4 separate regions of the Mus musculus genome follow, and regions 2, 3 and 4 are each linked to region 1. A link is a contact called in public promoter capture Hi-C data. All regions are on one chromosome and are shown on one strand. Each heading gives the region's core, a stretch centred on a gene start, on an enhancer-like site or on the middle of the called end of the contact. The rest is flanking DNA. Distances are from core to core; before and after follow the strand shown. Region 1 holds the start of Mdm4 (transformed mouse 3T3 cell double minute 4). Region 2 holds the start of Nuak2 (NUAK family, SNF1-like kinase, 2). Region 3 holds the start of Dstyk (dual serine/threonine and tyrosine protein kinase). Region 4 holds the start of Tmcc2 (transmembrane and coiled-coil domains 2).

Region 1 (2,700 bases), core at 154-2,653:
AGAATGCATCTGTAGCCGGGTGTGGTGGCGCACGCCTTTTAATAATCCCAGCACTCCGGAGGCAGAGGCAGGCAGATTTCTGAGTTCAAGGCCAGCCTGGTCTACAAAGTGAGTTCCAAGACAGCCAGGGCTACACCCTGTCTCAAAAAACATCTCTTTCTGGGATCCACATCTTAACACAAATTCTTGTCCAGAAAATAACGACCAGGGAGTAAGCTGGCTCATTGACATGTCAAAAAAAAGAAAAGTAGTCAAAGGATCAGGAAGGGTTAGCTTGTAGGGAAATGAGAAGACTAGAGATGGGATATGGAAGTTGTCTTTTTTTTTTTTTTTTTTTTTAATAGAACAGCAGACACCTTTATTACACTACGCATGAGGCTCATTTGCCTTTCCGGGCTTTGATCTTCCGCAGATAGAACTCCAGCTCCTTGCCTTCGAGCACATAGCCGTCTGCTCTGCCACACTGGCCTGGTCGTGAGGCAATACAGGCGAGAAGCTTGCCCTGCTGGAGCTGCTCCTCCAGGAGGCTGCTGATTTTGGCATTCTTTTTCCTTTCCTCATATTTCTTTTGAATTTTCTTTGATCGTTTTTTGTTTAAAATCTCTTCCTCCTCAGGAGTCAGCTTGGCCCCCTTCTTGCGGCCCAGGGGCAGTGCATAGTGGGACTCGTACCACTGTCGGTACAGCGTGCTGTCAATAAGCACGATGCAGTTCTTCACTAGGGTCTTGGTGCGGACAAGCTCGTTGTTGGATGCATTGTAGACAACATCAATGATCCTTGTTTTGCGAGTACAACACTCAGCGCCCCAGGAAAAGTTCCCCACATCCAATCTCAGGGCACGGTACTTCTTATTGCCTCCTCGAATTTGGACTGTGTGTATGCGGCGAGGGCCAATCTTCGTGTTGGCAGCGGGCCGTCCCAGCTCATACTTTCGCTTCTTGTGGCAGGGTTTTCGCTTAACCCCCCCCCCCCCCCCCCCCGGTCTTGCGGCGCTTTTTTTCGATCGAGACAGGGTTTCTCTGTATAGCTCTGGCTGTCCTGGAACTCACTTTGTAGACCAGGCTGGCCTCGAACTCAGAAATCCGCCTGCCTCTGCCTCCCAAGTGCTGGGATCAAAAGCGTGCGCCACCACGACCAGCCTCTATTTTCTTTCAAAACCTCTTTATGCAAGCAAGGTATGCTGTGGCAAGCCTTAAATCTCAGCACTCGGGAGGCAGTCTGGTTTACATAGTGAATTCCAGGACAGCTAGAGCTACACAGAGAATCCCTGACTCAATAGTAAAATAAAATAGAAAACTATCTCTGTCTGACCTCGGAGGTCCGGAGGCTCTCTTCCCGGACTAGTGTGTACTCAATGGTAGATTCTTCAGCCTTTCTAGCTCTCTAGTCCTCCAGGGTCCGCTCTATGGTTCCCCCGGCCTCCCCGGAAGCTCTTGCGAACGCTGGGTTTGAGAGGCCGGAAGTGGTGCTGCCGTTGCTCGCAGTTTCAAAATGCAGTGCAGGCCTTAGGGTCTCCGGCTGCCACCCCTCCCCCAGCTAGGAGGGGGAGCGACTCATGGAGCGGCCGTAAGGTGTGGTGTTGGGGTCTGGCCCGCGGGGGGCCGGGGGAGCGGACAGAAGGTCCGGAGGCTTCGGAGCTAGGAACCGGGCGGGAGGAGCCTGGGGCGCGGAGGGCGGCGTGGGCCGCGGGGCCGTGGAAGGGGCTGTGGGGGAAGGGTGGCGCTTCGACCCCGGGGTGGAGGAAAATGGAGTGTGGTGAAACGGAGTCCACAGTTAACAGACTGAAAGCGAAGTGAAGGGGTTGATCTTTTATTTGCTCTTCCACTTTGCGGGGTGGGTGAGGCACTTTGAAGGAAAGGAGTCGTAGAGAGAGACCTGGAGAGTGTCATTGGCGTGACTTAAGATTTAAATAATTTCTAGGGCTGCAAATTGTCTGCTTTAGTGTGTGAAAGATACTTGTTTGCGGTCTTCATACGGACCTGGGGCATTTAAAAAATTAAAAAAATATTCTTCACGAATATGTTGTGTTATTATTATTGAGACAGAATCTCATTATTATTATTATTATTATTATTATTATTATTATGACAGAATCTCACTGTGGCCGGCCCTGGCTAACCCGGAGCTTGCTGTATAGACTAGGCTGACCTCAAATTCACAGTCATCTGCCCCTGCCTCCAAAACAGCCTGCTCCTCTACCTCACCGGGACCACGAATATGAACTTTAATTAGCACACCACCCAACGATGCTTGTACATCCCCAGATTTTGACACCACTCTTATTATGACACATCTGGATAAAACAATGCCTGTCTTGTCCTACTCAAGAAAGGTCTTTGTGGATTAGGAACCTCTACCTAATGACAGGCACGACATGTGTCAAAGATATTTGAAACGTTTAATAATGCTGTCAGTTGCTGCATATCCAAGTTTAGTCTCCTCCTTCATACATTTCTGCTAGGAAAAAAGTTTGTTTAGGTCCAAAGTATTACTTTCAGTATTCTTTTACTGTACTGGTCAAGACCACAAACAACTCCTGTTTCGTTTTTTTTAATTAGCTATTTTCTTTATTTACCTTTCCTAGTTTCCTCTCCGAAAATCCCCTATCCTCTCTCCCTCCCTCTGCTCACTAGTCCACCCACTCCCGCTTCCTGGCCCTGGCATTCCCCTATACTGGGGCAAAGAACCTTCACAGGACCA
Region 2 (2,700 bases), core at 131-2,630, 710 kb after region 1:
TGGGGTTATAATCCACTCCTTTCTCCAACATCCACTCTCCTTCACCAATGAAATGACTTCTTGAATTTCAAACCAGCTACTGGCTGCAAAAGCAAACAATTAGGGGAGGGGACCATTCCCATAGTCAATAGGGCAAATGATGGCTGTACATACACACCCCCTTACAAACAGCATCCACTGGACCTGCCAAATGTTCTCCCTAAACCACCTGCTCTGAGCCTTGCGAAAATGTGAATTATAGACCTTTTATAAAATAGTTCCCTTGGTGGAAAATGAGAGACTGCACATTTTAAACAAGTAGCCAGCTAATACTCAGGCCCACTGAACTAGAGTGGAAGAAACATTGTTGTGTAACTTTTGGTAAATTTGCTGTCCTTCCAAGGGGAGGTTTCCAGATAGGAGTATTCATTCTCAACACAGGATCTGTGATCAGGGCTCAAGTGCATTCACATTTATATCTTATTTTTTCCAAGCAGCTTGTGAGACAGGCTGTGTTCTCTCTATTTTTGCAGAAGGGGAAACAGAAAACAGAGATGGAGGAACTTGCTCAGAGTTACGGATTATTATTACGATTACACATGCGTAAATCAAAAGGGCAAGTTCCCCAAAGGCCTCACATCCAAAGATGTGGCTGGAGTGCTGGGAGTGGACCTGACATTTGGGCCTGCTTTTACATTTCCCAGAATAAAAACCTATCCCAACCAAACTTAGCTTCATTTCGGCTGGAAAGGCCCCAAAGTGTCAAGTCAGAGTTAAAGATCTCCACACCTCATCCATCTACTAAGAACTGGTGCTTTCAACTTCCTCCTTCCATTCTACTCTGTTGACGTTTGTTCCCGTCAAAATTCAAGTTAAGCTCCGTCTTCTCAAACTACAGGCATCTAGTGAAGCTAAGGTTCAGGACAGATGAGCACTGTCCTGAAAACCACGGACAGACACATCTAAAATGCGCGCGCCTGGCAACGCAGCCGAGGACACCGCAAGGGACGCGCTGTGAGCTCCCGAGAGCCGGGAGCCGCGAGGGACACTCACCAGACGCCCCGAGCTCTCTCGTGCCTTCTTCACCTTCCCGTAGGTGCCCTTGCCCAGCGTCTCCAGGAACTCGTAGCGGTGCCGCAGGTTGTGTTTGTGATGGTGCCGCTTCACCGCCTGCTTCTTCATCAGAGGTTTAGGCGACTTGATGAGCCCGTCCGCCAGCGGCCGGGCGCTCTCCGAGGCCAGGGCGGAGGCCGAGGGAGCCTGGCTCGGGCGCTGGAGTAAGGCCACCGACTCCATGGTGCGGGGACCGCGAGGTGGAGTGGGTCGGGCAGCAGTAGCAGCGCGCGCTGAGCCGCGGGCTCAGAGGTCACAGCCGCACCCGAGCACGCTAGAAAGCCCCGCGTTCCGAATTGCTATAAAACGTTTCGAGGGGGAATGTCCTGACCACGCCCCTGCGTCCCATTGGCCGACTTGCCGGCGGCTCGTGACCAAAACCTCTCGCATTGGTTCACCCTCTCCTGCCCCGTTCCTCCCCTTGGCTAGGCGCGGAAAGGTGTGAATGGGGCCCCGCCCACTTGGACCCGAGGCCCAGGAATGCGAGAATGGAGGCAGAGCCGAATTAATACCGAAGTGCCAGTCTTTAGGATTGAAGGCTCTCTGAATTGCTTTAGTCTCTGAATGACGCCAACCTTGTGCTATTGTGCTGTGTTCTCGGTTGGCAAGGGACAATCTAAGGGCACTAGAAAGTCCCGAAGTATTTCTCCACATGCAGTAAATTGTTTCTTCCAAGCTCAAAATCTGAAAAGCCTTTTGATAACTTCTTGAGGTCCATAAAGGAGAAAGTGAATAGGGAGATGGAATGGGTTGGAGACTGACGCCAGCTAAGCACTGGTAGAGAGCTGTCCTGACTCCATGTTCACTCTGCTTGGATTCCACCAACCTTAATTGGATTCTGGAATCCAACAGGCCTGGGAAATCCTTACTTTGTAGGGTTGCGTGGATTCCCTCAAGATGTGGTGGCCTTGTGGATCTCCATAAATTGTGAAAAAAGCACATCACATTCCAAGGACTTACATCCACGAGCTCCTAAATCTGTAAGGAGTGTCTTGGTCCCAGGGTTTCCTCCCAGTGGATTTTTTTTTTTTTTCAAAAGAGCAGGAGGTTGGGCATAAGATTTGGCTGCATTTAAGGGGCCTGGAAGGCTATGTCCAGACCCCCCTTTCCGATGTAGAAAGTGAGTTTACTTCTGCCACACAGCTGGCAAGAAAGCCTGGAATTCAGATACTGGCCTATAGGGAAAGAGTACAGGACAAGAGGACTTCCCTAATTCTAGCTATTCCGGGCAGGCATCCCTCCCTCATCTGCAGGACCTCATCTCTAGCTGTATCTTTAGGACTTGGCAGAGGATCAAAGAGGACTACGTCCTCAATTATCAAATTAAAAAAAAAACTACTCTCTGCCCATTTTCCTACTTCTGTTTGCCCTTTGAATCTTTTCAGAGGGAATAACTGGTATCTCCTTGTCTTGGAGCTCTCTGTAGCCAGAGACCATCCACCGGGAATCAGCCTTCTCTAAGTTCGGACGGTCCATGGAAACTGTATAGCTAGTTTAGTGCCCTATCTTCTGCCAGCTTGCCTCTCCACTCTGAGTAGTCTGTGAAAATAGAAAAGGCTCAACCAGTCTGCTCTCTGTGCGCCCTGTCTGTCAGTTCCTGGGGTCTGT
Region 3 (2,700 bases), core at 164-2,663, 610 kb after region 1:
CCTTAAGTGATAATAAAACACCTGTATCAGATTCCAATATCTTTGACTTGCTAAATTAGACTCTTAGGACCCCCCCACCATGGTTACACAGCCAGAATCCATAAGACACAACCTGAGACATGGCATTTTTAATACACTCCTGAGGTTATTTTAATCTACACTGCAGCTCGAGAATCACTAAAGGCAAACCAAGGACATACCTGCTGTTAGGTTGTGCCCCGTCTACCTACCCACATGGAAAGTCAGTGGCTTCTCTCATCAACTTCCTAAGGAGAAGGTGGTAAAAGTTAAACCCTCTAGTTCCCCACCAATTGCAGTTCAAGGAGGATCAAAGATCTTGCAGTATTTAAAGTGATCTGAGGCCTCTGATACATCCCGAGGGGTTGGAGGAGAGGGGGGAATCAAGTCAAGAAGGGCAAGTTTTTCAAGGGCTCAGGGCCGCCCCACTCCACTCCACTCCCAACAACAACAATAACAACAACAAAAACAACAACAAAACATTTCTTAACTCCTTCACCATAAGTAACATCTCTGACCAATTAATTTCTAACACCCATTAAATATCCTTTTCTTTGGCAACTCCAAATCCTATTTAGAGGACATCTTCGCAGGGCTGCCTCTTGACTGGATTGCAAGCACTTTACACACCCAAACCCCGCGCGCTCACACACTCACATACCAGTGCAGTCCGAAGGCGCCCAGAGACTTCAGAAACACCCAACCTAACACCTAACCGGGGACTCGGTCCCCATACCAAGCACCCCAATTCAAAGCAACTTTCTCACCTCTCCGCTTAGCCTTTTCGAATTCTGCCTCCCGGTCTCGAGCCCTTGCCACCTCTCCCCAGGGTATCCTCCCACCTCATCTAAGATCCCCGAGGCCCAGGCCTCGCGCCGCCCCGCGGCCCTCTCCTACTGGCCGCCTCCTCCTGGAGTTGTTTTGCTGACGGAGATGCCACCCTCCGATTTTCCTCTCTCCATCGGGCCTGTCCTTACCCGCCGGCAGCGGGGCTTCGGCGACGTCGCCGGCAGGGCCAAGCTCGGCCGCTCCGCCGCCCGCGGGGGAGGAGGGACAACTGTGGCTGTGGGAGCACTTGATGTCGCGGAAGAACTTCTGGGTCTCTCGCAGGTTCTGCCGCAGCCGTCCCAGGTAGCGGCGGTAGCGGCTGAAGCCCCGGCACAGCTCGCGGATCATTCCGCCGCCTCCGGGACCCGGGCCCGACACGGACTCGCCGGCCCATGACTGCCCGTCGGCCTCCATCGCTCAGCCAGCTGTCTTCGCGGCTGGCTGAGCCGCTGGCCCGGCCCCCTCCTCCCGCCCCCTAGCGCTCAGAGAAGGCGGAATCCGCCTCCCGACGCCCCTGCCGGCGCTCCGCGCGGCCTCCAGCCTCCGTCACTGCCGCGGCTGAGCAGCCAGAGCGCCTGGCTCCGGCCAGAACCTTACTCCGCTCCCCAGCGGAGCCAGGGACGAGCTCACAGAGGCACCGTCGCTGCGCGGGCTCCTGGGACTTGTAGTCTGGGCTGGGTGGAATGCCACAACGCCCACAGGGAAGCAAGCTAGCGGGTGGACCCTACTGATCCCTGTGCTTACACTCTTCTCGTTTAAAAGGTGTTCTTGCACTGTACACGAATTCCTAAGGAAAGGCAGAACCCGCAGAGTATGAACCCCGGCAGAAATGGGGTACCTCAAATCTAGGAGAAAGAAAGATTTTAATAAGTAGAAGGAAATAAGGCCGAGGACAAAATATGTCTGTGGTTACCCCAAATGGTTACAACAGATAATAGAGAATTGGTTGAAAATACCCGGAGAATAGTGAAAACTCTACTGTTTGTGTTACAGTCTACTTTTTCTTTTCTTTTCTTTCTTTCTTTCTTTCTTTCTTTCTTTTTTTTTTTTCCTGCTCTAGATGTGGAAAGGGGGTAGGGGTGTGAAAGGGTGGGTGAGACCTAAGAGAAAGGACAGTTGATTTCTTGTACAGTCGGCAGGGGTAAGGGGAAGTTGAAGTTAGTAGCCTTCTAAACTGATTATCTTAACAAGGCTTCTGTCAGTGTGCCAGACTTCCATCGACGCAGACTGTCACGGACTCCATGACACACAAGCCACAAACGGGACAGAACTTGACACCAGTCACCTCTTCACCTGATTGAACTTTGAGTAACTTGGGCTCAATGTGAAATGTGAAGGCTTTAACCTGTAACTTGTTGCACTTTTTAAAAGATCACGCATTCAAATGAGCCTGCACTTTAAGGTAGGCTAGCTGCAAAAAAGGAGCCCTGTGTTCCTTCCCATTTACGCCTCCCTTTGCACATTCTGGCCATTTCTCTTCTTTGCAAAGTTGTATTCCCCTTGCTTTCCAAAAGGCTTGGTAAAACAGAAGTGAGAACACAAATGGAAATTAAAAAAAAAAAAAAGGTTGATAGTGTAAGAGCACTATTTAAAAATAGAACATGGGCTGGGTGTGGTGGTGTATGCCTTTAGACTCAGTACTCTGGAAGCAGAGGCGTGAAGGTCTCTGTGAGTTCAAAGCCAGCCTGATCAACAGAGTGTGTTCCAGAATGGACAAGGCTACATACATAGTGAGACCCTGTCTCTATTCTAACAAAGCAATGCAGGATGAGTCATCACAAAGATTTCTAGTTAGGGGATCAGTGGAGAGAAACCTTAGGTTGGAGGAAGAATCTATCTGCATGAGATACACAT
Region 4 (2,700 bases), core at 57-2,556, 630 kb after region 1:
AGCCTTTTACAGTAGCCCAGGCCTGTGTTTCTCAGATGTTACCTTGTGTGAGAATTACCCGACGGGCTTGTGAAACATGGATCTTTGGGTCCATGACTTCTGATTTAGTTGTATCCAGGAATTCGTATTTCTGTCTGGTTCCCTGGTGGTGGTGATGATGATGATGACTACGATGGTGATGATGCAGGGTCCAGTCTATGCCTTAAGAACTACTGGATGCTGAATAAGGGCAACCCATCCATGCCAAAGAAGGCATACAGTTTGCAGAACGAATAGGAATTAATAGAGTAGAATACTACTACTCTCCATTTTTTGGTAGCTCCATCTGCTCTCATCTTCCAAACTGCTTAGCAATAGTATGGGGCAAATGTAACATTCTTTTTCCAGTCTTCAGTACATATCATTAATACCTACCATTAATACCCATTCCTTTTAAAAAGCTGCTTCTGGTGAGCATGTATTTGGGCACTGAGTTTCTAAACATAAAGCCTGCGTTCTTATGAGATGTGTATTTAAAACAGAGAAAGAGGGGATGTAGCAGAACAGTCCCTCTCCTTTGCTTTTGTAGCTATGAAGGTAGGCATGGGTTTGCGACCCAAACCACCTATTCTAGAAGGGACTAGCTTGTCTCTAACTGAAGGGATGCATATAATATAAGGTGCAGAGTTAGGGGAGTGATGATAAACACTTAATGTGTCCCCCAACAAAGCGAATGGGCGGGGTGATCGTGAAGGCCTAGCCTGGGAGAGGTGGCTCCAAAGCCGGCACAGAGCTGAGCTCCAACACAGCCTCAGCCCTCCAGACCCTCCCGGGGGACGCGCGGTGCAACCAAGCCTACAGCGGTGTCCGCGCGCCGTTGCGCAGCCCTCCGGCCTTCCCATTGGCGGGCGGCGCCATCTGCGCTCGCCTCGCCCTGGCGCTGGCGGGCGGAGGCCCGGGCGGGGTAGGCCGCGCTCGCGGCGGGCTGTGGCCGCAGCCTTGCGCGGCTGCTGACGAGGAGCGGGGCGCGGGGCGGGAGGAGGCAGGCCCATGCGGGGCGGCGGCGGGCGGCGGGCGGCGGCGGGGCCGGGTGCCCAGGGCGGCCCTATGGGACCCGCCCGGCCGGCTCCCGCGTGCCCTGCCTGGCCCAGCAGTCCGGCCTGCGGGCGGGGATGCGCGGTGTGGTCCAGCTCCCCGCCGCCCTGCGGGGCCCTGAGGCAGAAAGTTTGGGGGTCGGGAGCGGCCCCCCTCCCGCGCCAGTGACTGCCTAAGGACCGCTGCAGCCCGGCTTCGCCCGCGACCTGCCTCCGCTCCCCAGGTCGGAATGAACTATCCTAAGGCTCCCCCTCTTCGCCCCTCCCTCATCCTCCTTTAAAAAGATAATTTCTTAAATTCAAGAACTCGTGATCTGCCTACTCCCCTCGTCCATAATTTAAACCCCAGGTCTTTTGAGTGCAAGAGGGGGGTGCGGTCTCTCCCCAAGATAGCACGCTAGAAGGACAGATTCCCCTTGCCGACCCACTTACACCATGAAGAGGTGCAAATCGGACGAGCTGCAGCAACAGCAGGGCGAGGAGGATGGGGCTGGGATGGAAGACGCTGCTTGCCTTCTGCCAGGCGCGGACCTCCGGCATGGGGAGGCCTCGAGTGCTAACTCCGCTGGCGGGCCAACTTCAGATGCTGGCGCTGCGGTGGCACCCAACCCGGGTCCCCGAAGCAAGCCTCCTGATTTAAAGGTGAGCGCAGACCGTCTCCAGGCAAGCCCAGCCCGCCACGTAGCTTCCCCCACCCCTCGCAGAAGTGTCTTAACCGAATAAAAGTGATGGGGAAGCTCGCAAAGGTCAGAGAGGATGAATGATGTTCGGCTAGGTTCGGAGGGGGAAGCTAGGCACCATTTGTTCCTGTCTATCAGCTCCATCTCAGTCCTCTGTGTTCTTCATTATTCAGCAAACGTTCTAATGACTCACTCATCTGAGATTGTTTGAAGAACGTGTGTGAAACCCTATTTTGCAGACAAAGGGCTGGCGAGATCTAAGATGCTAACTTAGAAAGTTCACAGTACTCTCCCTTCTGTAGGAAGGCTAGAGAAGAAGATTGTAGCTTGGGAAGCTAAATAGGTGACCGTTACCTTCCTATGCCAATTAGCCTCCTCCGAGTGCGGATTTTTTTTTTTTTTTTTTTTTTTGAGCATCTTCCTGAACGAAGCTCAGTTTGTCCATCTATGAAAGGGGGGTGTAGATGTCTTGCCGTTAGGTGGAGCCAGAGGTTAAGCTAGTGCTTGGAGATCCCTCTCTGCCTCCTGAACCAACCCCCAGGGTGGAGAACTGACAGGTGGCAGGGCAGAGCCTGGGCTGATTGGGGCCTCGGTTCAAGTTGCACACATGCTGAGCCGGCAGCTAGAACCAGAATTGGAAAGGACCGTTCACATGGAGCTGTTTATTTTCCAGCCCGAGGTCTTCCAGACTATTGGCGAGCTGTATTGAATACATCTCTGTATCAATTACAGCAGCAGCCAGGATAAATAATGCGCCTTTGCTGGAGTTACCATCGGGACTGCCAGCTCAGGCTCCTTAGGCCAGCTCACAACTGGGCTGAGAGAGATGTCAGCTCCCGGAAGGAACTTAAATGCCTTGGGGATTGATGCCTTGGAAATTTTCTCCGGAAAGGGTGCAGGGTCTGGGATAGGGGAGCAGAAAGGCCTCCCGTTAGGTTAAAGCCTTG

What was found. Capture Hi-C pulls out chosen DNA fragments and counts their contacts.
Region 2: a contact with region 1 is called in a promoter capture Hi-C map of adipose tissue. The contact joins the promoter of Nuak2 here to the promoter of Mdm4 in region 1. A contact is called at or near these places in 1 of 115 datasets of contacts at active chromatin or transcription factors (pancreatic cancer cells) and 1 of 9 other capture datasets (adipose tissue).
Region 3: a promoter capture Hi-C map of adipose tissue shows a contact between it and region 1. The contact joins the promoter of Dstyk here to the promoter of Mdm4 in region 1. A contact is called at or near these places in 1 of 39 promoter capture datasets (cranial neural crest), 1 of 115 datasets of contacts at active chromatin or transcription factors (astrocytes) and 1 of 9 other capture datasets (adipose tissue).
Region 4: a contact with region 1 is called in a promoter capture Hi-C map of adipose tissue. The contact joins the promoter of Tmcc2 here to the promoter of Mdm4 in region 1.

The regions. Positions count from the first base shown.
Region 1 is chr1:133,024,119-133,026,818 of GRCm38.p6, reverse strand. Mdm4 (transformed mouse 3T3 cell double minute 4) reads left to right here and starts at 1,403. Exons shown (of 11, transcript NM_001302801.1): 1 at 1,403-1,571. It overlaps Gm41953 (a long non-coding RNA gene), which reads right to left and starts at 86. Exons shown (of 3, transcript XR_878532.1): 1 at 1-86. It also overlaps the pseudogene Gm29257.
Region 2 is chr1:132,314,805-132,317,504 of GRCm38.p6, reverse strand. Nuak2 (NUAK family, SNF1-like kinase, 2) reads right to left here and starts at 1,380. Exons shown (of 7, transcript NM_028778.4): 1 at 1,033-1,380. The coding sequence starts at 1,275.
Region 3 is chr1:132,416,166-132,418,865 of GRCm38.p6, reverse strand. Dstyk (dual serine/threonine and tyrosine protein kinase) reads right to left here and starts at 1,413. Exons shown (of 13, transcript NM_172516.4): 1 at 996-1,413. The coding sequence starts at 1,260.
Region 4 is chr1:132,389,992-132,392,691 of GRCm38.p6, reverse strand. Tmcc2 (transmembrane and coiled-coil domains 2) reads left to right here and starts at 1,306. Exons shown (of 5, transcript NM_178874.3): 1 at 1,306-1,715. The coding sequence starts at 1,509.